4 separate regions of the Mus musculus genome follow, and all the other regions are linked to region 2. A link is a contact called in public promoter capture Hi-C data. All regions are on one chromosome and are shown on one strand. The core of a region is the stretch at or near the end of the contact, and the rest is flanking DNA. Distances in the headings are between cores, read along the strand shown.

What was found. Promoter capture Hi-C pulls out the DNA fragments that hold promoters and counts their contacts.
Region 1: a promoter capture Hi-C map of pre-B cells shows a contact between it and region 2, with 5 times the contacts expected there. The contact joins the promoter of Pag1 here to the promoter of Mtfr1 in region 2. A contact is called at or near these places in 3 of 39 promoter capture datasets (the HPC-7 cell line, frontonasal cranial neural crest and pre-B cells).
Region 3: a promoter capture Hi-C map of pre-B cells shows a contact between it and region 2. The contact joins the promoter of Snx16 here to the promoter of Mtfr1 in region 2. A contact is called at or near these places in 1 of 39 promoter capture datasets (pre-B cells) and 1 of 484 Hi-C or Micro-C datasets (pre-B cells).
Region 4: a contact with region 2 is called in a promoter capture Hi-C map of liver, with 4 times the contacts expected there. The contact joins the promoter of Impa1 here to the promoter of Mtfr1 in region 2. A contact is called at or near these places in 4 of 39 promoter capture datasets (cranial neural crest, liver and pre-B cells).

The regions. Positions count from the first base shown.
Region 1 is chr3:9,832,184-9,835,043 of GRCm38.p6, forward strand. Pag1 (phosphoprotein associated with glycosphingolipid microdomains 1) reads right to left here and starts at 1,496. Exons shown (of 9, transcript NM_001195031.1): 1 at 1,028-1,496.
Region 2 is chr3:19,186,527-19,189,740 of GRCm38.p6, forward strand. It overlaps Mtfr1 (mitochondrial fission regulator 1), which reads left to right and starts at 1,584. Exons shown (of 8, transcript NM_026182.6): 1 at 1,584-1,762.
Region 3 is chr3:10,438,196-10,441,450 of GRCm38.p6, forward strand. Snx16 (sorting nexin 16) reads right to left here and starts at 1,935. Exons shown (of 8, transcript NM_029068.4): 1 at 1,720-1,935; 2 at 1-89.
Region 4 is chr3:10,330,015-10,332,919 of GRCm38.p6, forward strand. Impa1 (inositol (myo)-1(or 4)-monophosphatase 1) reads right to left here and starts at 1,425. Exons shown (of 9, transcript NM_018864.6): 1 at 1,308-1,425. It overlaps Slc10a5 (solute carrier family 10 (sodium/bile acid cotransporter family), member 5), which reads right to left. Exons shown (of 1, transcript NM_001010834.2): 1 at 1,720-2,905.

The DNA of each region.
Region 1 (2,860 bases), core at 246-2,745, 9.4 Mb before region 2:
AGGCCATCAGTGCACTTCACTTTCAGACTCAACAATTGTCTGGTATGAGCAAATCTCCACTTTTACTAAAACAAAAGGGGATGTGTTCTAAAGAGGGTTCTGTGCATGCTCTCTGTACAATGTATGGTATTTTAAAGCATGATTTATGTATCTAATTCCTTGAACTGCCTTGAAAAAAATACACCAAGTTCTTCCTCCCATGCTCCCTATTAGGAGAAGACAGTCTAATTTAAAGACTGCCCTGTTTCTGACTACGAACCACTATATCATGTCAACGTTTTTATTAAATACGGCTCAAGCTGGACTTGAAAAAAAAAATGGAGTGAGTAGAGGCCCAGATGCAGCCCCTGCAGATGCAAAGGTACCCAGCCAGGAGGCTTACATAAGAGATGCAGGACAACTCAGCCATCCTCGGAATCCTGTTTCTTTGAGACTTGCCCACATTCTTAAAGCATATGAATTAAAACGCATAGAGCACTTTTCTCATTTTCTATGCCTTGGAGCACAAAACACTCATTTGACACATAAGTTGTTTTTCCCTAAAGGGCTAGGCTCCAATTATGGGAGGTTGGCAACTTCTGCCTAAGGGAAGAGTGAAGTGGGATGTGCAGAAAGCCTGCAGGCCCGAGCAGCAATGTCTCAGCTTCTCATCTCTGTGCCAGTCCTCCGAGGGGATGGAGGGGATGTAGGCAGAGCTTCCTAGGATGGAGGTGGCTGACGTCCCTGACCCCACGCGGCGCAAAATCAAGGAGCTCAGAATGTGCAATTTAGCGGCGGGCCAAATGCCCTCGGAGCACCTGTCTCCCCTAGCACATTTCCAGCTGGCACATTCGGGAGAGGCAGGAGCCAGCCCTAGACTCCAGCCTTGAGTCTTCGAATGCCATGCCCCATCCTTTACAGTCCAGTACGCCTTCCTCCAGCCGCAGCCCCGCTAACGGGAGGTAAAACCTCGGCCTGGAACCACAGGAATAAAACGAACCTGTCCTTCCCACGCTGCCCGAAACTTCAGAAACTACAGTCAACTTACTGGTTCGCAGAGGTCTTCTGGGGCTCCAGAGCTCTAAAAAGCGCTGCAACTCCGCTGCTCGCAGCCGGGCTGGCCCGCGGTGGGCAGTGGTAGCGGGCGCAGGACCCTCCTGATCCTCGTCGCCTCGGTTCTGCCGTGCCGGGGGAGGTGCGCTCTCCCGGGCGCACCGGGCGGCCGCAGAGACTCGGACTGCACCGGGAACCCGAGCAAACGCCGTCGTGGCCGCCAGCCCTTGAGAGCTGTGCTCGGAGCTCCGGGTGCGTGTCTCCCTCTCTGAGGGAATGCGACACCACGGAGTCCCCGCACGAGAGGCTCCAGAGCGCTGCAGAGTCACCAGTCCGCCCCGGAGGAGCAGTCACAGCACCCGCGCGCCGGGCGGGAACCGCAGTCCGCACTGGCCGCCGCGCCGCGGAGAATGACAGCGCCGAGGCGGAGCAGCGCGCGGGACTCAGTGCGCATGTTCGCGACTGCTGCGGCACGTCACGGGGGCGGTGCCAACGGGCGGGGTTGGGCGGAGCGAGAAGGGTGGGGCGGGGTCGGGGGGGGGGTTGCTGCGAGGCTAATGTGGCTGCCAGCTGCAGGGCAAGGAGCTGGAGCTTCGCAAAATCAGGGCTGGTGACCAAAAACTCTGTGACTGAGGTTGTCTCCTTAGCCCATTGTCCCTTAAGAAGCAGTCTATGGGGAACTGCCTTAGGGTCCCAGGACAGCCTGCAAAGGTCAAGTTTAACCCAGATGGTTGCTTAACCTTCAAGGACTGCAATTTGCAGGACACCTTTCACTTTGATCTGATGCAGAGTAAGAACTTGAGGAGCTTGTAGGAGCCCTTTGTCCTGGCTGGACTCCAAAGTAAACACAGGAGACTCTGAGAGGTGGGGCCCAGGTATGTAGGTTGTAAATAGCCTTGCCCAAAGCTCCCCAAGAGAATGTGCTGGTTGTATGGTAATACAACACTTGCCTACGCACATTCAGAAGGTCTGGAGGATGGGGAATCCCTATTCCAATAGGGTCCAAGACTATTCCAGGGCTGCAAGCCTCCCACACCCTGTTCTTCCTTGCCACTTACGAGGACAGAGACCCCAGAGCAGCTACTGGCGTGTGGGTCTGCCTGAGAATCAGGTGAAAATGCTTTTAACTTGGAATTTCCAAGGCGTATCCACTATGGTTCGGGTTCACCCACTGGGCACTGGGGGAGGGAGTGGGAGGGGAGATTGTGTGGGGGAGTGGGGTGGGGTGGGGAGGACTCGAATATTGCCTGGAACAAGCTGCAGATAAATCTGACAAGGGTTTTGTTGGCCTTGAATTTTAACTTATTAAACAAGCAACCCGGAAATGGGGATAGACAGTGTGGAAACAAATAACCAGTCCAGATGTGACACTCAGGACTTCTGAGCCAAGTCCACTGAACTCTAAACCAAACAGTTATTTGTCTGACAAGTTCATTTGTTTTCTCTAATGGGGAAGAACAGGCACGAGTGATATTAAACATACACACATTCACTCAGGTAGTGTGAAGTTGGCTGGATAAAAACGGCTCATTAGGAGCAAAGGGGTGGGAATAGGGAGTTGAGTAAAGGAGAAAGGAATGTTAATACGTTGCAGAGGAGGATGTGTAGGAGATATTAAACTCAGTCTTCAGCTTGGAAAGGTACTTTGAGAATAAGGATGCAGGATCCAACTTGGCTGGATTTAGAGGACGGTGAGAGGTTCGTTGGTTTGAGAACTTATAAAGGTCTGGATTTCACCACCAGGCTGTACTAGTGACTTTTCTCATTGCTGTGACAAAATGTTTGGCAACAGCAGCGACTCAGGGAATGAAGGCTTTGGTTCGAGCCA
Region 2 (3,214 bases), core at 334-2,833:
GGTTTGGTACCAGGCACCATGTTGATAGGCTCTTTGTGTTATTGTATTGAATGAGATGGCACACAGCTTGGTCAGAATTCTTAGAAATGATTCCATTACTGGGAGAAACAATAATTTGTGATAAAATTACTCAGGTTTAAGTCACTGCACCTTCATCTAGATTGTCAAAAAGTTCAGGGCCACTCCAGGGCACTTGAGGGTAAAGCAAGGTGGGAAGGGAGGGAAGTTGTAAAGAAAAAATCAAATCAAATCAAAACAAAACAAAAAACAGGTTTTAAGCCATCTCCAACTGATGGGTGCTTTCAGATACCCTTCTTCTTAAACATAGACAATCACATAGGCCTGTGTGGTGGCAGGCAGCTGAGAGTCACCTGTGGGTCACACAGCTGGTGACCAGGGATCCTGAGGCAACTAATAGCTTAGCAGTAAATCCTACAAGTATCATTGGAATGGTCGCCCTGGTGTGTGGTCCCTACCAGTTCACTTCAGCAGCTTTTGTCTTTTCATCAGCCTTCAGACCAAGCACCCCTCCCTGAACTGCTCTCTCAGGCTTCTCTCTCCCAGCCTTGGTCACAGCCTGTCAGGCCCTTTTGTACTTAAAACGTTATAACACTTGGTCACATATATTAATTAACCTTGTTTTGATCTCCCTGCCTTTTGGTAGGCTTACTCAGGGTGTGGTTCAAGGCTTAAAAAACAAACAAACAAACAAACAAACCCCACCAACTTTGTACTGTCATAATGGGCTCCCAACGAGCCGTTGCTGAGTAACTGAATTGAAGCTCTAGGTGAAATCCAAAGCAGTAGCCAGGAGGAATTTAGGCCATCCAGGGTAAGAACACCAGCGCTCCAATGAGAGGGTAAGAGAGAAGGCGAAGTAGCAACAGCTGCTGCCCACTTCCCACCTCAACTCTTCCACCCTCTTCCAGGTTGTTTTGGACATAGGCTGGTCTTCAACTCTGGATCCTCCAGCCTCCAACTTCAAACTACTCGTTTTACATAGCAGGAGCCGCCACGCCCAGGTAGGAGCGGCCTCTTGAATTACTGATAGGCTTTCCCTCCATATTCACGTTTTATCGCACCCACACACACCACCGTGCTGCTTATAGCTAACTTGACACAGACTGATCGTATTTTCATGACTAGGTTATCTGAAATCTAGAATAACCCTTCATTAAAAACTACGCACACCAATTAGGCAGACTTTGAGGCGGGGGAACTGAAGGCAGGAAAAGTCTTCACTCCCTCTGAGCCGCGCCTTCCACTCCTCCAGAACATACGTCCGGGATTTGAGGCCCGAAACAGATCGCCCTGGCAGACAAAGTCCCCACAGAGCGTGGGTTGAGAAGGGCTCGACACAGGCTAGGCTAGGCTAGGCTAAGGACCTAGCTCCTTTCAGCGGGCACACATTTGAGACTTCACTCGGAATGTGGGTATTCCTACACCCAAAAGGGGCGAAGTTTACCAACAAAAATAACAGGGGCAGAAGCACCCAAGACAAAGCGCGGCACACTAGCAAGCACACGCCCCTTACTGGGCACCGCGCGTGCGCACAGAGCCCGGGACAGGTAGCCGGCGTGGCCGGCGAGCAGACACGCCTTCCGCCGGCCTCTCCTGAGCCCGCCCCCGGGCCTCAGCGAGCCGTTCACTGGTCAGCCTAGGCCGGGCCAGGGGCGGGGATTGGCTGATTGGCATAAGGTCCTGGGACAGCCAATCTGGAAGGCTGAGCAGCTGCGAAGGTGAGGGCTGCTGCGCAGCCGAGGTGAGTGGGGCCCGGGACAGAAAAGCGGTTGGCGGGGTGGGGAATGGCTACCACCCGGAGCTGAACGGTGGCGGGAGGCCGTGTTGTGGACAAGGGAGGGGACGGGGCGCGGCGCGGGAGGCCGGCGAGCGGGAGGGAGGCCGCGGAAGCCCGGAGCAGAGAGCAGCCCTCCGGCTCGCCCGCGCCTGGCCTGCTGAGCTCCGCGGGCCGCCGGCCTGGCTCCCATCCCCCGCAGTCGGCGTTGTGCCCTCGCTGGATCCGGGCTGAACGGGGCGGCCCACGGCGTTCAGCCTGTTCTACCTGGACCTACTTTCCTGTCATTGTCGGCTGGCAGCTCTGAACTTTCTAAGCGTGCGCAGTTTGCGTGTAGCCAGACTACAGAAACTTTGAGATCTGAAGTCAAACTTAACCAAACCTTTCTTTCCGCCTGATGGTTTGTTTTGTGATTGGTCTGATGTAACCTCTTCTGGCTTAAACCTCGTTTTGTGCTTGAGGATGGTCAATAGAAGTTCGGATCCTACCCCCTCCACCTCCCAACTACAGGATTTAAAGCTTGCTTCACCACATCCGGAAAAGAATATTAAGGAGTATTTCATGATACTTGGTAATTTAGCGTTCACTTTTTTGTTTGGTTTGGTTTTGAGACAGAGTTGTCTTCCTTACTCTAGGCTGGGGTGGAATGCACTATGTAGATTAGGTTGAGCTGCCTAAAACCTCCTGCCTCAGTCACCACGCCCGATTCCAGTCACCTTTTCCTAGTGTATGTAGTTGTTTTACATTACAATGACTTAGTCAAGGAAGTTGTGACACTTACTATCTTGTTACATGAAAGTAAGTTGTGTCCACATATATTGATCACATATATTGTACATACACAAAAATCATTTAAAAGGTAAAAATTATTTTTAAAAAGAAGGTAATAGAAATGGGTTTGCGATTATATACAACCGAGTTTGACTATAAAATGCTTACGAGCTAAGAAAAGTCTCAGTCACGATGTGCAGCTAACTCTCTATCAACACCCTAATCTTTGAATTGAAATGCAAGTCTAGTAACTGAAGAGGAAACTTAAGGGTTCTTTAGAAACTGTGTTGTACGGTGTTCTGCTGGGCTAAACACGTGAAGGAACATGTAGCTGAAGTGGACCTAGGCGAAAGGATGTTCTACGAAAGCAAGCACGTGAAAGGACATGGGATTAAGATTTATTTGCTAATGACATGCATGTATTGGTCTTCGTAGTTGAGCTGCATTTGTCAGACTCTAGGGAGAGAAGTGCTCCATAATGGTGGTGTGTTGCAGTTTCTTGCTGCATCCGCAGATGCAGGGCTGATTGGCAGAGTGATGTCAGCTGAGATGGACACACATGCTCAAGACCTGTGAAGGACATGTGTTGTTTGGAGGGTATAAATAGGATTTGATGGACAGTGGAGGAGGATGAGCTAGGCTTGCTTA
Region 3 (3,255 bases), core at 685-3,184, 8.7 Mb before region 2:
CTTGGCAACAAACTTGTACACCTTTGAGTCCAAACACTTAAAGAACAACCAATATGCAGTTCATTGCTTTCTTCTTAGGAATTCACTATCTAAAAATGAGAAGGACATATTGAAGAATTAGACTTCAACCTAGAACTCAAACCAATAGAAAAGAAAGTGCTTCTCTTAATTTGTGACACTCAATTACCTATGAAGACATGGGTAACATCATCCTGTAATCTGATTTACCTCTGTGGACTCTTGTTTACATGGTTAGGAGAACAAACTTATTTTACATCTCTTTTCTTGACCCTTATGATATACATATTTCTTCTTTTTTTTTCCCTTTGGTCTACTTTTCTTTATTTTTTGCAATATTCATTTTAAATGGACTTAATCCTAACATACATTCAAACATATTTCCTGTCTACTCCCACTCAAAAAATGGAAGCAGAAGGAGAAGTTTTGTCGTCCTGGTTGTACTATATGCAACATAGGAACAGAAGAAGGAAAAAAGTCATTCATTTTACTTTTTTATAGAATTACTGAAACTCCCAAGGATTTACACAGGCTAATCATAGTCAGTCCGAAGTTTGATTATTACTAAGGAATGCTCTTTTACTTTGATTGAGATTTGCAATGCTATGCATGCATTCTAAACCTCTTCCTTAAAAAATATGTTAATTTTTAGGCAGGGTCTTACAAGGTTGTTGCCTGTGAACTTGCTAAGTAAGTAGCCTAGGTAGGTTTGAACTTTTGATCTTGCAGCCTCCATAGGTGCTGGGATACACACCTGTACTACCAAGCCAGCAACAACTGTCTTGAAAGTAACATTTTTTTTTAAACTTAGCATCAAATATATTTCAAATGCAAACTTGGTAAAGTTAACGAAAAAAAAGGGGGGGGGAAGGTATCAGGTTTACAGTCAATCAAATTAAATCATTAAAAGTTTTGCTTTTTGATTCTAGATTATTCATTCTCAATAACCTAAGGTCCAAAAGATGGTTATATTGTATGTCTGAATAATTTTGTAGAATAAAGAAGTAATGACTTACCATTACGACGTTAAGTAATAAACTCAGAAATGTTAAGTAGCGACCAGGAGAAATGACAGGTCTATTTATACACAGCAACAGGGGGTCTACCAGCCCAACTTTATTTACTGTCCTCTTAGCAAGCTGTCCCCTCTGGATGTAGGAAGTTTAAACAGGGTGTCTAACCTCACGCGGCCAGTGCAACCTTCCTTATTGTGGAACATTCAAGAAACTTGAGCTACGGACTCACCCCTTGGGTGAATCCTGACCCCCACCCCGCACCTCCCCAGAAGAACCGCGCAGGATTCTCGTAGCTCCGGCGCTGGCCTCTGACATCTGCCACCTGAGGCCCCGGGCTGCCAAGGGCGGCCTCGGGGTGCGCCCGGGGACTTCCACCCGCGGGAGCGCCGAGCGGCGGAGGGAGGGCGTGTCGCCTTCTTCGGGGGCGCCTGACCTCGTACCCAGGAGGATGCTCCCGCGCTACCTGGGGAGGAGGGTGACAGCACGGTGGCGGAACGCAGGCCCGGGGAAGCTGGCAGGGCGACGCGGTCCGCGCGGGCCGCGAGCCCTCAGGCCGGGCTCCCGCACCTGCAGTCCTCCCGGGCCAGGCGCGCCCAGGGGTGCGGCGGGGTCCAGGCTCCCCCGCGCCCCGCAGCCTCCCGCGCGCCCGCCCGCCGTCCAGGCGGCAGGTGTCCCCGCGTCCTACCTCGGCGCGCTCCGCGACCCCACGCCGTCAGGGGAAGGAAGGCGGCTCCTGTTGGACTGCGGCGGGTCGCGTCCTGCCCGGGCACTCGGACTCCTCACGTGACCCTCCGCCCCGGAGCAGCCGCTCGGTGCCTGGGCACAGCCACCCAGCCAGGTTCCCGCGAACCGAGGGAAGGGACGGCCTCGAGTGGGAGGGGGAGGTATGCCGCTCCAGGAAGTGACGTCACAGCACGGCACCGCCCCCGGAGGCCCACACTGGGATTGCTGGTCCCTGTCTCTGCAGTGGCCCGAACAAATCTAATTTTATCACAGGGAATCGACAGTTTTTTTTCCACAGGCTTTATTACTAGGGAGTTTCTGAGAAATGGGGCTACAATATCTAGTTTGCCAAGTAGATGAAGAGAAGACTTCAATTCCCAGAAGGCACTTTGGCTAGCATAAGTTCGGGCTAGAGCTTTGCATCATGGGACTTGTAGTTATCACTGGTTGGGGGGGGAGGTCTAGAAGGTTAGTCATTTTCCATAATTAGCATTTCTTTGATGGATTGACAACTGATTTGAAGAGTAGGCAGATAGAACACTATTTTATTGTGTATTTGTCCCTGTAATTTAGGACTATGGTAAAGATTCCTGAATGCCTGAATTTCTGAATTTAGCCCAAGTGAAAACAGTATTAGGCTGCTTAGATTTGCTAATTTGAAAACCTTTAGTGTTTCAGCAACACTATTATTTAATATTATATATCAAAGTTTACAGAACCATTTGTCAGTACAATCGAGTTGTCTTATTTAAAGATCATTCAATGATTTCTAGGGCTTTGGAGCGATACCTAGAAGGGGAAAATTGAGAGTGGTGATTCCAAAATGATAATGTGATTTCTGACATAGGTGTAGCTTTTATTGGAGAAATAAGTATGAGATAAACAGAATTCGTTGAAAACATAAAGATATTTTCAGGATGAAATTGCCCTTTTTGTCCTTGAATTAATATAATTGAATAAAGGGAAGAAAAAAGTAAGGCAAAGAAAAATGAACCTTGGAATAGTTTTCTTAATAGGGCTCCAGGGGCCAAGGAAAGAAAAGCGCTCAAGAAATAAGAGTGTACAGGTAGCATAGTTTGAAGAAAGATGAAGATCTTGTAAAGGTTGTTGGAACTGTTTGAGTAATTTTTTTTCAGATTATTGAGTGGAACATAACAGGATATACATATATACAAACATATACATATATACATATGTATATATCGCATATTTTCTGGTATTGATAAATGGCTAGATTTTACTTTCAGGAGATAACTAGACATTTTTAGTAATCAAAGAAGAACATTCTGTGTGTTGTCAGATAAGGGCTACAACATAATCTATATATACAATATAATCTATATATATACTGGCCGGTTCCTACTTATAGACTTTTAGTTTACACTCTATGCAGTGGTCCACAATAGAAATGAACTGTTTACACAGCTTACAGAATAAGATTATTTTTCTGACTTTTGTGTTGTGTACTTTTATGTATGTATAATAAGAGGGCATTTGA
Region 4 (2,905 bases), core at 175-2,674, 8.9 Mb before region 2:
CTGTGCTTCCCCTGTAAGAGCGTCAGGTACACGGAGAAGCGCAGGGACACAGAGCAGACAGACACAACCAGATGCTGCTGGCTACGGCTTCACCTTCCTTCTTATTGATATAAGGTGGGCTTCAAGCTTTGAGCATCCTCGCTTAGTCTTCAGAATGCTGGTGGGATTACAGACATTTGCCCTCACGCCTAAGCGCCTTTTCCTGTGATCCAAGCGTCCAAGCAAGCATATAAAAGGCGCTTTGAGTTATAGAATAAACTCCTTACAGCTCTTCAAGAATGCTTTCCAAACTTGGTCACACTTGTTCTTACTGCTCTCTTCTATTCTGTCACAACTGGACATTCTTGGGCTGGGCTTGCCTCCTCACCACTTGCTTCCTCAAGCCACTCACACTTTACCTTGTGACAACATGAACAGAACACCTCCTGACTCCCCAGGACTGTTTCAAAAGCCATCCATCGAATCTTCAACCCAACAGATATCAAGCAATAGACAGTTGCAGAAAAACTGCTGTTGCTATGCAACATTTGGTCATTTATAATGCATGCTACATCTTCTTAATCAGTTCTAATATTCCTTGAGGAAAGGAGGCTGATAAATAAAAATTTCTGAGGTGCCCTAAAATGTAGAGGTCCAGAAGAGGGAAGACACAAGGGAAGTTAATTAGGTAACAGTTCTCTGGGGTTTGTTCTGGCTTTGTGGAGCATGGTGGGGGGCAAGAATAGAGACTTTAAAAGCCTGTGCCTTGAAATTCAATTATAGCGTTAGCTCATCAGAGGCACTTTTTTAGCTTTGTTGCTGGTAGTTTACAAAATGTGCCCCAAGTCTTGGTCCATTTCCTAGCTGATATATATTAATGGCTCAATAAACCCTTTTATTTCAAAGACCTTTGCTTCAAGACTTGTTTTCACGGGGGTCATATTCTATCACCCTCACTTTGGGAACAAAATCATACAGACTTAAAATTGTTTCTATCCTATACAGGCCCCGCTCCCGACGCAGGACATCACCGGACCTGGTCTTGTTCACCCCTAATCCTGTAAATTCGTGAGCCAGGGAACTTGCCGTGTAGAGCCCTGAGGGCTTGGGCAGAGCCGGGCTCATTCTGCGACACAGAACCTCAGAGATCGAGGACCGCCTGGCGAACCCGCTCGGCTGTTTCCGGAGCGCTACGGAGAGCACCGCCGGGAGGAGGGCCCGGCAGGCGCCCCGGCCCAGCATGGGGAGAGCTTGTCTGCAGCCCGCACAACCCCCCGCCTCGGCCACCGAATAACGCTGCACGGAAGCCAGGGACAGAACCGACTCACCTCGCGCGAGCGCACCGCGATCGATGCTCAACCGCCGGCGTCCGAGGGCTCGGTTCTTCGGCTCTTCCGGAGGTAACGGGGATTGCTCCGACAGGAAGTCCCGCCCCATTAAAACCCCGCCTTCACGTCTTCGCTCAGACTGGAGGTGTAAGCCGGGCCGAATTTGCCTTTGTAAGGGCTGGTCCGGTTGAAGTTACCGTGTTCTGGCATTCTCCTGCATACCCTTTCTTCTCTAAGAATCCCGTTTTCAAATCTCCACTTTTGTCTTTATTAGTTTATTTTTTTATTAGTTTATATCATATATGTTATATATTAGTGAAATTAAATATATATAATATATTATATATTATATATTAAATTATATATAAATTATATTAGTTAAATTTCTTTATTAGTTTATATTTTCCCATTTCCCATTCTGCTCTTCGGCTACAGCTAAATTGGAGTTGTGACTGTCATTGGGCACTCTCATTTGTTAAACCTGTAAGCCTAAAGGAGATTTTTATTTTTATTTTTTGCACCAACTCTCTTCTCCATAATTCACTTAGATACAGGTTGTTTGTTGTGGACTTGACGGCGGCAGGCAGTTGCTCTCCGCACCTGCAGCCCTCAATACTAAGGACCATAGGCTTTGTAAATACTATACAAGCACCCTGTCTTTGAGCCGCTTTCAAAGGCGTCGATTTTTAGCAGTGTTCCATTATGTAGCATAGGTTGGCTTCTGAAGTCTTTGAGCATCCTGCCTCCACTTTCGGGCTACAGGCACCTGCCACCACACCAGACAGCACTTGTGCTCTTACGTGCTTAAACATAAGTGTTAGAACGGTTTCATGAAGAGTCCCTGCACAATACAGATGAGGAAAACAAAGCTTGGAGAAGTCAGGGGATTTGTCCCAAACTCACACAACAAGAGCATAGCACCCTGACTCCAAAATCCGCAGAGAATCTTCATGGCTCAACCACTTGCTCTGGATGACCAACAAAGGCTAGTTTATGGTTCTTAAAATGTTTCCTCACGTGGAACAGTACCATGGTAAGTATGTTACTTTTAAGTGGAACTCTATCCAGATGACCTACCCACAAGATGACCACAATGCCCTGGCATAATTACTTGTGAAGTGATTGGTTCTCAGGAATCAAAACAAGAAATTATCAACAACATGTAACATGTCTCAGAGATGAGTGGCAGGGACAGCAAATCGGATTGATAAACCCACAAAGACAAAATGAGTCTACTCTTCTGAAGCCTGCTGCCTTAAGACACTGATGTGGGTGTCTATCACATACTCATGGTTTTTTGCTCTTCCACAAAAGACCTTCAAGAGCTTGGTTTTGGGGTCCTCTATTATCAGTTGTTTGAAAATAAAAATCTTATCAAATGCATGCTGTATGAGTGAAAGAGCCTCCCCTGACATTGCAAAGCAGGACAGATGAGGGACCAGGTATCAGATGTCTTTACATTAAATGATCGCTAGCTTCCTCCATCAGATGAGCAGGACTCCATGGGGCTCATTGCAGCCTCTGCTGCTTCTTCCTTGCTACAGTCAGGTAACTCAGCACAATCCATTCTCCTGCCAAGTGCCTGCTGAAAGCCAAGC